Linked DNA regions of Rattus norvegicus: region 1 is linked to region 2. A link is a contact called in public Hi-C data. All regions are on one chromosome and are shown on one strand. The core of a region is the stretch at or near the end of the contact, and the rest is flanking DNA. Distances in the headings are between cores, read along the strand shown.

Region 1 (6,008 bases), core at 3,113-5,612, 97 kb before region 2:
CAGCACTTGGGAGGCGGAGGCAGGCAGAATTCTGAGTTCAAGGCCAGCCTGGTCTACAGAGTGAGTTTTAAGAGAGAGTTACACAGAGTCTCGAAAACCCAACTAAACCAACCAACCAACCAACCAAATTCATTATGGTTTTTTTTTTTCTTTTCTTTTATTTTTTTTCGGAGCTGGGGACCGAACCCAGGGCCTTGTGCTTGCGAGGCAAGCGCTCTACCACTGAGCTAAATCCCCAACCCCAATTCATTATGTTTTATTCATTTCTTTCATGTGTGTGACATTCTGTGGAGACCACGGGGCTACTTGAAAGAACTAGTTCTCTTCCACCAGAGGTTAGAGCTCGGGTCCTCAGGCTGGGCGGCAAGCACCTTTACCTGGTGAGCCATCTTGTCTGACTTCCTTTCTTTTCTTCCTCCTCTTCTTATTCAATTATTAACTTTATTTTTATTTTGAGACAGGGTCCCACTAAGTTGCCTAGCCAAGGTGTGAATGTGTAACATTCCCACCCTAGCCTTCTGAGTAGCTGGTGTGATAGGGTTAACACCAGGCCCAGCTCCTACACTTTACATGTCTTTTTTTTTTTCCTTTTTTCTTTTTTTCTTTTTTTTTTTTGGAGCTGGGGACTGAACCCAGGGCCTTGCGCTTGCTAGGCAAGCGCTCTACCACTGAGCTAAATCCCCAACCCCCACTTTACATGTCTTATAGTGTGTGTGTGTGTGTGTGTGTGTGTGTGTGTGCATGTGTGTCTGTGTGTATGTGTGTGAGAGAAAGTCTGAGTCTCTCTGTATGTGTTTATATGTGTATGAGTGAGACTGTGTGCATGTGAGTGTGTGTGTATATGTGTGTGTGAGTATGTAGAAGTGTATGAATGAGTATGTGTGTAAGTGTGTATGTGTGTATGTGTGCATGTGTGTTTGGGTGCATGTGTGTATGAATGAGTCTGTGTGTAAGTCTGTGTGCATGTGTGTATAAGTGTGTCTGTGTGTGAGTGTGTATGAGTGAGTCTGTGTGTGTAGTGTGTGAGTCTGTGTGCATATGTGTGAATATGTATGTGTGCATGTGTGTATGTGTGTATGTGTGTATGTGTGTATGTGTTTATGAGTGCATTATGTATGGGTGCATATGTATGTGTGTATGTGTGCATGAGTGCATGTGTGTATGGGTGCATGTGTGTATGTGTGCATATGTGTGAATGTGTATGTGTGCATGTGTGTATGTGTGCATGTGTGTATGTATGTGTGCATGTGTGTATGGGTGCATGTGTGTATGTGTGCATGTGTGTATGTGTGCATGTGTGTATGTGTATATGAGTGAATGTGTGTATGGGTGCATGTGTGTATGTGTGCATGTGTGTATGGGTGCATGCATATCATAGCACATTGTGTGTAACAGTCAGGAAACAACCTGGAGGAGTTGTTTCTCTTCCTCCACCATGAACGCACTTCCACTGAATTCAGGGCACCATGCCTGGTGGCAGACCCTTTAGTCTTTGCCCATCTCAGCTCTCCACTGCTTTTATTGAGACAAGATTTCAATATTAGGCCTGGCTGGCTTGGAACTCATTCTGTAGACCAGATATGGTTTCAATATACAGGCCCGACTGCCTTGGAGGATACACTGCAGTTGGGTTGAGCTGAACTTGCTGTGATCCTCCTGCCTCTGCCTCCAGAGAGCCTGGATTACAGGAATGTACCACCCACCATGCCAGATCACTCACCTACCTGTTGAAAACATTTTCATTATTTTGTGTGCATGAGTGTTTTGCCTGCATGTATGCTCATACACCACACGTGTGCCTGTTACCTGTCAAGGTCAGAAGAGGGTGCTGGATCTCCTGGGACTAAAGTTACAGATGGTTGTGAGCGTCAGACGGGTGCTGGGAATCAAGCAAGTGCTCTTAGCCACTGAGTCAACTCTTTAACCCCCTGACATATATATGTATATGTGTATGTACATGTATATGTATATATATGAAAAAACATGTTGGCCAGGTGTGATGACACACCTTTAATTCCAGCACATGGGAGGCAGAGACAGAGGAACAAGGAGCTCTGTGAGTTCAAGGTTAGACTGGTCTATATAACAAGTTCCAGGACAGTTCAGTTGAGAAATCCTATCTCAAAAAAATAAACATTTATTTCATGTGTATGGGTGTTTTGCCTGTATGCATGTCTGGGTACTATACATATCTGTGTACCATACATGTCTGTGTACCAACCATGTGTGTGCCTAGTGCCCACCTGGCTGTCAGATCCCCTGGGAGAGGAGTTATGATTGGTTGTGGGTGCTTGGAACGGAGCCTGGAACCTTTGGAAGAGCAGCCAGTGCTCTTAACTGCTGAGCCATCTCTCCAGCCCCAGACCCCATTTCTCTGCCTCAATTGTCTATTGCAATTCCCCCACTGGTTCCAAATACGTTGTTTCAAAAGGGGAGCCTTGGGGTCCTCCTGATTCTGGTGGGATGGAAATCTAGATCACAATAGAGCAATGGCTGCACGAAGAAAGAGAGAAGTCAGGCAGAGATCCCAAACGTCACCGCGCAGCCCAACCAGCTGAGAACCGTACAAGGCAGAATAGACTACAGCTGTGTCCTCATTAAAAAGAAATATGTATTTTAATTCGTCTTTGTGAGCGTTCCAGTGCTTTGGGGGCCAGAAGAGGGTGTCCAGCTCCGCAGAAGTAGAACTGGAGTAAGTGCTGGGAGCCAAACTCAGGTTCTCAGGGCCTTGAGGGTTGACTTGTCTCGGGCTCCTTGCTTTCTCATCTCAAACATTACAACCAGCGCTTTCCTGTCTGAACTTGAGATGCCTGGGAGAAAGGTCAGGAGGATCATACCCATTTTAGGGATGAGGCTCGAGACAGTAAGGAATGTTTTATCCACAGTAATTTTGTTTGTTATTGAGACAGCGTTTCTCTGTGTAGCCCTGGCTGTCCGGACCGCTCTATGTAAATCAGGCTGTCCTCGAACTCCTAGGCGCGTGTGCCATTATGCGAGGCATCCACAGCCTTTGTGATAGACGTTGGATTAGGGATTAGGTCAAGGACCTTTTCCTCACCACAAATGTTGACCTGAGTTTAGGAAGAACAAAGGAGACCCTAGATCAGATCTGGGGTGGTTTGGACAGTTGAGTCCTGAAGGACAAGGCTGTAGGGGAGCTCGCCTGAGCCTCAGGCCCCGCGGGGCGAGACAGGACTGGCAGGTGGGGCTGCAGCTACTGGTCTGGCTGAGGATTGGGGAGGGGACTCAAGGCAAGTTTAAACCAGATTTACAGCCCGGGAATGAGCCCTTCTCTCCCTTCTGGTTCCACCACTCTACCCCTCAAAGGGTTAAAGTAGCTTTCACATGATTTTCCCATCTCCCAGGTAACTTGGGCAGCTGCTTGCGAGGGAAATAAATAAACATCCCGGAACAATTTTTCAGTTCATGAACCTGGCAATGCACCCCAGCCCCCCACATCAAAGGAGCACAACCCTTTGGGTAAAAGGTGCCGGGGGAGGGACTTTGCCAGTTGGCAGGTGCGGGGGAAGGGCTGCCCCTGAGAGCGTGGGGCCAGAGGGCGGCACCAAGAATGCCCCTGCCCGTGGCCCGATCCGGTTCTGGGCGCAGCAGGTTTGCGTCGGGCCCGGCGCCCCAGAGGGTTGGGGAAGCGGAAAGAAGTGGGGTGCGGGCGAGCGGGTGCCAGGCGCACACACCTGGCGCCTTGTGGAATGAAATCTTAATTAATTATTAAACTCAGCTCCCGCCGGGGCCGCGGTGGAGAGGGAGGGCGAGCGGGCACGGTGGGGGCTGGGGCCGGGAGGAAGGTGGGGTGAGGAGGGGGCGCAGGGCACCCCGACAGGAAGGAAGCTGACCCTCTGGGCGGGGCGGGCATCTTCGCCACCAGCGGGTGGCTTCGCCAGCCTCCGTGGACCCCCCGGGTGAGGGTGGAGGGCACCCTGCAGGATGCCGCCCTGGGTGGAGGCTGGAGTGCGGGCGGGCGGGCAGGCGAGCGGGCGGGCGGGCGCACCGACCCTCCCGCGGGGTCTGAAGCCCAGAACAGTGGCCGCTTGTTTAGCGGAGACCCGAGAGGACCCGACGGACAGGGGAGGGGGCGTGCGGGACTCTGGCCTCGCTCACCCGACCGGGGCCCGGGAAGGGGAGTGGGCAGCTTTGCCCCCGCCTCTGGGAGGGGGAGGGGGTGCCCAGACAAAAGGAGCTTGTGCCTTTAAGGCGGGGAGTCCGGGAGCCGGCGGGGAGGGGACTTCTGGATCCGGGGTAGAGGGCGGCTGCGCTGGACAACAAGGGAGGGGGCGAGGGCCGGAGGCTCTGCCGCGCGGCCGGCGGGCGGGCGGGCGGGACAGCGGGGAGGCGCGGGCACGGAGCAGGACGGCGGGACGGCCGGCCCTCCGGGCCGGAGCCCGCGAGCGCGGTGGGGCGGCGGCCCCGGGCAGGCGCCGACCCTTGGCAGGTGAGCATGGGGGAGCGGGCTGCTGCGAGCACAGCGGAGTCCCCAACAGTTGCGGGGCGCCTGGGAAGTGCTGGAGGACGTGGGGAACCCGGGCTCCACGGGCCGGGCTGGAGGCTTCCACCCTCGCTCCACGCCAAGAGCTTTCCTTCCTGCACTCCCCAGAGTTTTCAGGCTTGCCCAGAGAAGGGGAGAAGGCGTGCACGAGGGGAGGGGATGCCCCCAGAGGTTGGCATCGGGGATGTGGGGGTGAGTTTGGAGTGTTGAGGCTGTGCTGAAGAGGAGAGGCCCCTTCCCTGCCCTCACCCTGAACCTTTGGAATGAAAGGGTAGTGTCAGTGCCTACTTCCCCGAGGCCTGTTGCGGGGTGGGCAGGGGTGGGGTGGGGAGTGGGCAGACTTTATTCAGAGTAGGCCCAGCGGCCTGACTGAAAAAAACAGAGATGAGATTAGGCAGTGTGAGAGTCTTGCCGTACCTGGGTCTTCCCACAGTATCTCTGAAGCCAGAGGGCCTGGTGGGGTGTTGGAGCTGGCCGGTTGTGGGAACCCTTTTTGGTCCTTAGGGGAGAACCAGGGTGTGAGAAGGCTGTGTTGAATCTATAGAAACAGACCAGGGGAAGTTCTTCTACCTCTGGAAAGGCCTGGAAATTCAGAGGGCTGGGTTTCAGCATCGGGAGTGAGTTTTGGGCTTCCCCCTGGGCATAGTCTTCTGTGTGAACTTTCTGAAGACTTTTAAATCATTTTGCCAACAAGGCCAGAGGCAGATAGACCCTGGGGATGAGGTGGCTAGAGGTGGCCAGAAGAGGGTTGGGCAAAGTAGTGGGCAGAGCCATTCCTGAGGCCAAGCCTTGACTTCCAGACCCTGGTCTCAGGCGGAAAGGATCAGGATTTGGGAGGGACTTGAGGTCTGGGCCTGGGACTATGGCACTTGGGGCTAAGTGGACATGAGTTGGTTGTGGGAGCTGATTGTGTATGCAATAGCACATCTGTGAGAGAGACCAAAGGACCCAGGGGAGGAGGGGGTCAAGAGGCATGGGACTCAAGAGCCTGAAGGCAGAAAAGAGATGTGGTGTGCACTTTTGGAATTCGTGGTGAGGGGTTCCCGAACAGGGAGGTTTGGGGAGCGTATAGAGAAGTTTTGTGGCTTGGAACAATGCCTTCTGTTCTCCTGCTCTAGGAGTCTGTCATAGAGGAGGCCTGCGAGTCCTCTAGGGTGGGCAGCGCCTGAATGTTTGTAGCTGGTTGACCAGTTACAGAGCTATCCCCTTGGGGAGTCAGAGTGTTCTTGAAGGGTCATATGTTTCCCTGATAGTCTGCCCCTTCCTCTGTGGGTATGAGCCAGATGCAAGAGATGTGCTTCCAGGGGACTGGGAACATGGCCAAAAACAGGTCCTTTGGGAACAGAGATCTGGGCCAGTGGTGGTGGTGGGGAGATAAGAACAGGGAAGGGGACTGGAGAATGGGAGGAGACGGAAGGGAAATGTCATGGTGTGTGGGGTGCGTTGGGGAGGGGTGTGTGACATAGTGGGACACTGCACTCTGCAGCCCTGGAGACTGACAGCA
Region 2 (5,951 bases), core at 1,851-4,350:
CTGGAGGCCTGGTATGGAGCTTAGGACTTGGGTCAGCCCAAGTCAGGATGATAGCAGGCAGTGGTGAGATTTGTGTCCAGCCAGTTTCTAGGGGAACATTAGAAATAATGAGCTACTCATCCTGAATAACCGTCCACAGAAAGAAGCTAATAGAACTACCACCGGAAAAGATTGAGCTTGTCCTGGGGTGGGCAGGTACCCCTTCACTGTATAAGCTGTACATTTCTCCCTGCAAGGAAGATGTGCATGAGAGTGAAGACCATTTGTTCAGCCCAGACCCCTGTCGGATGCTTTAGACTTTCAGTTGCTTAGGACTAAGACTTACAGTTCTAGAGGACATCATGGCGGCAGGATCAGGAAGCTGTGAGCTCACATTGTAACCACTAACGTGAGTCAGCAACCCGGAAGTGGTATAACGCTTTTCACCTCAAAGTCCAACCCCAGTGATAACTTCCTGCAGCATTTCTGTATCACCTAGATCTCCCAAAACTGCAACCAATGGGTACCAAGTATCTAAGTGCCAGAGACTGGTGGGCATTTCTCATTCAAATAATCACACTGGGTTTGACCAGTGGAAAACCCAAAAGCACAGTCCTGGACCAGATTGTTAGCAGGGGAGCTGGTCCAAACAGCACTAAGGGCAGACTAGGGTGCATCTGTCAGAGGCAGGCCAAACAGTGGAATCCCCTTACTGCTGAGACTCACGGAGGCCCTACATCAGTACCCCAGGATGGGAAGGTTGGATGGCTCAGGTGGGAAAGTGACTCCTACATGCTGCTGGACCCAACATTGTCTTTTTGACCAAGATGGATAAAAGTGCTGAGGGCTTTGTGCTGATTTGGACTTTGCTAACATTCTTTTATCAGTATCCTCTTAACTGCCCAAGGAGTCAGGAAGTAAGTGAAACTTGGAGATCTCAGCAAGTTCCTGAAGCCTACAAGATTCACAAGTCCCACCTTCCCAAAGATAGATAAGCAGTAATTAACTTCTGGGGACTGGAGACTCTAAACCCAGCAAACTGCAAACCAGCTCTCAGCAAGTGTAGGGGGCTCCGGGGTTGTAACCATTTTGGTGATACTGTTTTCAGTGATGTACCTGTCTTTGAGTCAACCATGCTCCTATGAATAAACCAATAAGCCCAGCAGTCCACTGAACTACTTGGATGGAATCATTTCTTTGGTGTGTCATATGTCAGGTCTCCCTAGGAAACAACATGACTACAGTGTCAATTACTGACCACAAGAGGGAGCTAGAGAGACAGGTACAAATCTTTAATACTGATTTCCAGCCAACCTCTAAGGTTGGGGAAATCACCCAGAACCAGGAAACGTGGGAGGAGTATGAGACAGGTGAAAGTAAGGGGAAGATGGGAAGGAAGCAGAGTGGAAAGCTAAAGAGGAACAGAAGCTAAGAGAAATGATACAGTGGAATGGAGTGGATGTTACTCCTTAGCCCATGGAGACCTAAAACCCTTCTCTGGGCCCTAAGTAATTAACAAGGCAGGGAAGCCCTTTGGTCACATACCTTCTTTTCAAAGGCCTGTTTCATTGTAATGACATGGTGTTTAAAGACACTCAGAATGTCAACAAAGTAGCTGCAACTTCTCAGATGTAGCTTTCTCAGTTGTATCAGCTGTGAATTAGAACCAAAGATGAGAAAAGCACCCATCCCATGTGTTGCTCCTTCCTACTGTGCACAGGCAAGAACTTGTTTTAATCTCCCTGTAGTTTATAGCTTCTGTTCTGCATTAGCAGGTCTGTCTGAGCCATGCAAGAAAAGACCCCCACACAAAATACACAAATCCTACAGTCTTGCAAATTATTTCCTTACTTCCCTCCCACCTGGATTCCCTTTTTTCTTTTAAAATAAGTTAGTTTGTTAGGCCTATTGAGTGGCCTAGCAAGCAGACTGCTTCTTCCAGAAGACCCAGGTTTGATTCCCAGCACCCACGTGGTAGCTCGTACCTGTCTAATTCTGTCCCAGGGCACCCACTTCTTGTCTCCAAGGTCACTAGACATGCACAGGATACACAAGTGTAAGCAAAATGCTCATAACACATAAAATTAAAAAAAAAAAAGTAAACCTTAAAAAAAAAAAGTTAGCTTGAAATCTGGGTGTGGTGGTGCATGCCTTTAATTCCAGCACTCCCGAGGCAGGGGCGAGCAGATCTCTGGCAGCCAAAGGCCAGCCTCATATACATAATGAGTTGCAGGACAGCCAGAGCAGACAAACAAACCAAAGTTCATACTGGTAGATTCTTTTATTTAGACAAAAGGAAGCTGCCTTAGAACCATCTTTATTCCTGGTCACTTTTGCTTCACCAGTCTGGTCTCTCTGCCTCAGTTTCCTCATAGTCTTTGCTTTTCCTTTTCTGGCCTTGACAATGCCACCCCCGCCCCTTTAAGGCTGTCTTTACCCTTCCTTTATAGCTCCTTGTGTAGCAATACATTTTCTTTATTTTCCATGAGTCTGTCAGCCTTCTGCTACTAAGGCCGTTTGCATCTGCAGCAGAGTTCATCCACACCTCAGTTTCTTTGGACTATCTCCCTGGATTCTGAGGCGATGATGGTCAAAATACGGCTGAAGGAGTGTAGTCTGTGATTTAAACAATCCCCATCTGCTCCCATTCTACCTCCCAAGTCAGAGACATAAAGACCTATTAAGTTTATTAGAAAGCTGGAAGCCTAGGCTGGGCATAGTCATCTAGTCCAACCCTCTAGGCTACCTCTCAGAAACGTGGTCCTTCATCTTCAATCCGAATCTCTCCCTGGCTTGCTCTGCTCATGGCAAATCCCTTAGTGACCTGCTCACCATGACTTCTGGACTTTTTGCCTCATGGCCACATCTTCGTCTGTCCATGTGGTCTCTCTAACCTTTTCTCATGCTCCTCCTCCTTCCCTCTCCCTGGGACCCCTGGCTGGAATTGAAATTTCCTATCTCCCCTGCCCAGTCATAGCTCTTTAGTATCCAACCAGAGATAATGGGGGAGCACGCATTCTTTACACAGCAGTGATGTAGGAGATGTTCGTATGACAATGCTGGTGACATTGTAACCACACCTCTGTGTTGTAAGATATTCGATGACCCTGTGAACCTGAGATTGTGTTATTTACTGAAAAAACAAGACAAAACCCAATCTGTTTCTAGTTGTGGTGTGGCTTGGACCTTAGTATACACTTAAATCACTGGCTGAAATACAGACATGACCTTAGTACACACCTTTAAGGGCAAACAATGAAGGTAAAGTTAGGTTGTAGACGGAAGCACCTGTATTTAAAAGGGGTGTCTAGGGGCTGGGGATTTAGCTCAGTGGTAGAGCGCTTGCCTAGGAAGCACAAGGCCCTGGGTTCGGTCCCCAGCTCCGGAAAAAAAAGAACCAAAAAAAAAAAAAAAAAAAAAAAAAGGGTGTCTAATTGAGTGTCAGACAAAGTGACGAATCAGAGAGATTTGACAAAATGGGATATGCCCAGCTCTCAGGAGAAGAGTTTTATAGAGACAAGTCACAGAGAGAGAGAACAAGCTAGACACAGGTGAAGACAGGACAAGCCAGAGGATGAGAAGGAGCCAGAAGATTAGAGCAGATTGCCAGAGTTAGACTGAGGCCAGGCAGAGCAAAACGTCAGATGTCGAGCTCAGAGAGGAGTTTGAATCAGAACAGCTGAGCTGAGCCAGCCAGCCAGAGCTCAGAACAGGAAAGGGTGAGCTTATTCAACAGTGAGTCTCAGAGGCTGAAATGCCCTAGGCCTGGATAGGATTATGTGGAAGCTAAAAGCTTCTAGGCCTAGGTAGGCCTAGGTTAGCAGACAGAGGCAAAAAGCTGCCCAGACAACAGTTACTACAGGAGAGCCCATAATCCCCATTCATAATCTCCATTCATAATCTCTTATCTTTTTTTCAAGCCAATCCATGACAATTAAGATTAACCACTCCGGGGCTGGAGAGAAGGCTTAGTGGTTAAAAGCCTTTAACTGCTTTCCCAGAGGACCCAGGTTCAGTTCCCATATGACTTACAACTGTCTGTAACGCCAGTTCTAGTGAGAGACCAAATCTTGTAAGTTCAGACTCCATTTTAGAGAACCTGACCTAAGTTTGAACTCAGGTAAACTAACAGGCTGGTACCTAGCATTAGTTTCCAAGTTGCCCCCCAACAAAACCCGAGCCTAGCTCTTCCAGTCTGTAGGCTAATCTCCAACAAGACCAGCATCTCCAGGTTATACCTTCAAGACCAGCCTTTCTAGGTTATTACCCCAACAAACCTGCACCCCCAGGTTACAAGCCCACTCCTTACCTAACGACCACCAATGCAGAGAGGAACAGAAATTAAGTTTAGCGTATGACTCCCAGCACCAGCCCACTGTGTTAAAGGCCACAATAGCTCTCCATTTATACACTTGCACACATACTCCCTGCTTGCTGCTTATTAAAAAGCCTTGTCCCGATAGATATTTGGACACCCCCACCCCCCAAACTGTCCTGTGTGACTGTGGTGGTGCGCTGAGGGTGGGGGTGGTGGGCAGGCAAGCTAGCTCGAATAGAATAAAGACCCTGCCGTGAGTTGCATCAAATTGGCTCCTGTCTGTTTTAGGGGATCACTAACACTTCCCCGGCTCTACACTAGGGGGTCCAGTACCCTCTTCTGATCTCTGAGATCACAAGGCACGCACATGGTTCACATGCCTGTTTGAAGGTGAAACACCTACACTCATACAATTTAAAAAATAATAACAATAACAAAATTAATGATTATAAGTCCTTTTGGGTGTGTTGAGGATCCTGTAATTCAGTGGTTATCAACCTTGGGGGTGGGTCGAACCATCCTCTCACAGGGGCCACGTATCAGATATCAGATACCCTGCATTTACATATTTACATATTACTATCAGATATTACATGACATCAGATTCGTAACAGTAGGAAAATTTCAGTTATGAAGTAGCAAACAAAATAATTTTAGGATAGGGATGCCTACCCATAAGGAGCTGTATTAAAGGGTCATAGCATTAGGAAGGTAGAGGACCACGGCTGTAGCTGCTTTAGAGACACGATCTTGCTGTGTAACCTTGCTGGTCTAGGGCTTGTCCTGTGGTCCCAGGCAATCGCTAAACTTATATTTGTCTTCTTGCCTTGGCTGGAGCCCTGGCAGGAACTGCATATCTGTTTCCTCTTGGGGAGAAATCTAGGTTTCCATTCCTCTTTCGCAATGGCTTTTCTGTCTTCAAAATTTCCATCTACATATTTTTAACACTTAGACGATTCCAAGAACCTTAACAGAGCAGCTGGGCTCGGTGCCTTGTGCTTCCTGCCAAGTCTGCCGAAGGAATTCGAGGATGACTTTTTGTCGTGAGGACAGCGACTACACCATCTGTCTCCAGCCTCGTCTCTTCTGACCTGTTCGCATGTCACAGACGTGACTAAGTCCCTCGCGTGTCGTCCTTTTTGCACATGCCTTCCCAGTTTTAAACAGTAGCAACAGCGGAATGGCAGCAGATTGCTGACACCTACTGAGAGCTGCTTGGTCTTTGAGGCTAAGCACCTCCCAATAGTCCCTCAGGAATGCTCTCCCACTGGGGCGGTCAGTCAGCTGATGTTTGCCGCACCCCAAGACAGGGTAGCTTAGTACTAATCTGGCACACAGAAGTCCAGAAGGTTTCTGGGGAGCCTTTGGTGCCTAGTCTTGATGACAACTTGGAAATGCTGATCAGAGAAGGAATTAACAGTAACCCGGGCAAACAAACTCAAGGGTAAGAGGGAAGGCCACTAGGACAAAAGTCGAGATAACGTCCTACCAAAATAACCTTTTTATCTGAGCCGCTACCAGACCCACCCACAATCTGGGTGGGTCTTCCCACAGCAGTCAGATCAACTTCTTCAGGATGCGTCCTCAGGTGAGGCTCCCTCTTCAGGTGGTTCTAATCTGTGACAAGCTGACATTAAAACCCACCATAATATTT

What was found. Hi-C and Micro-C count contacts between places; a contact is called where the count stands out from the background.
Region 1: a Hi-C map of liver shows a contact between it and region 2, with 2.6 times the contacts expected there. The contact joins the promoter of Adcy6 here to the enhancer-like site in region 2. A contact is called at or near these places in 10 of 12 Hi-C or Micro-C datasets (the A7r5 cell line, Schwann cells, frontal cortex and 6 more).

What each region holds. Positions count from the first base shown.
Region 1 is chr7:131,640,321-131,646,328 of GRCr8, reverse strand. Adcy6 (adenylate cyclase 6) reads left to right here and starts at 4,362. Exons shown (of 22, transcript NM_012821.5): 1 at 4,362-4,450. It also overlaps a transcript of Tuba1c not described here.
Region 2 is chr7:131,541,895-131,547,845 of GRCr8, reverse strand. No RefSeq gene overlaps it. Among named protein-coding and RNA genes, the nearest start is that of Snora2l2, 4.2 kb to the left of the region's middle. Within about 2 kb of position 3,100, at least 5 of the 93 cell types and tissues checked have an H3K27ac peak or open chromatin away from gene starts, as enhancers often do. A contact at or near this core is called in liver, where this site is marked.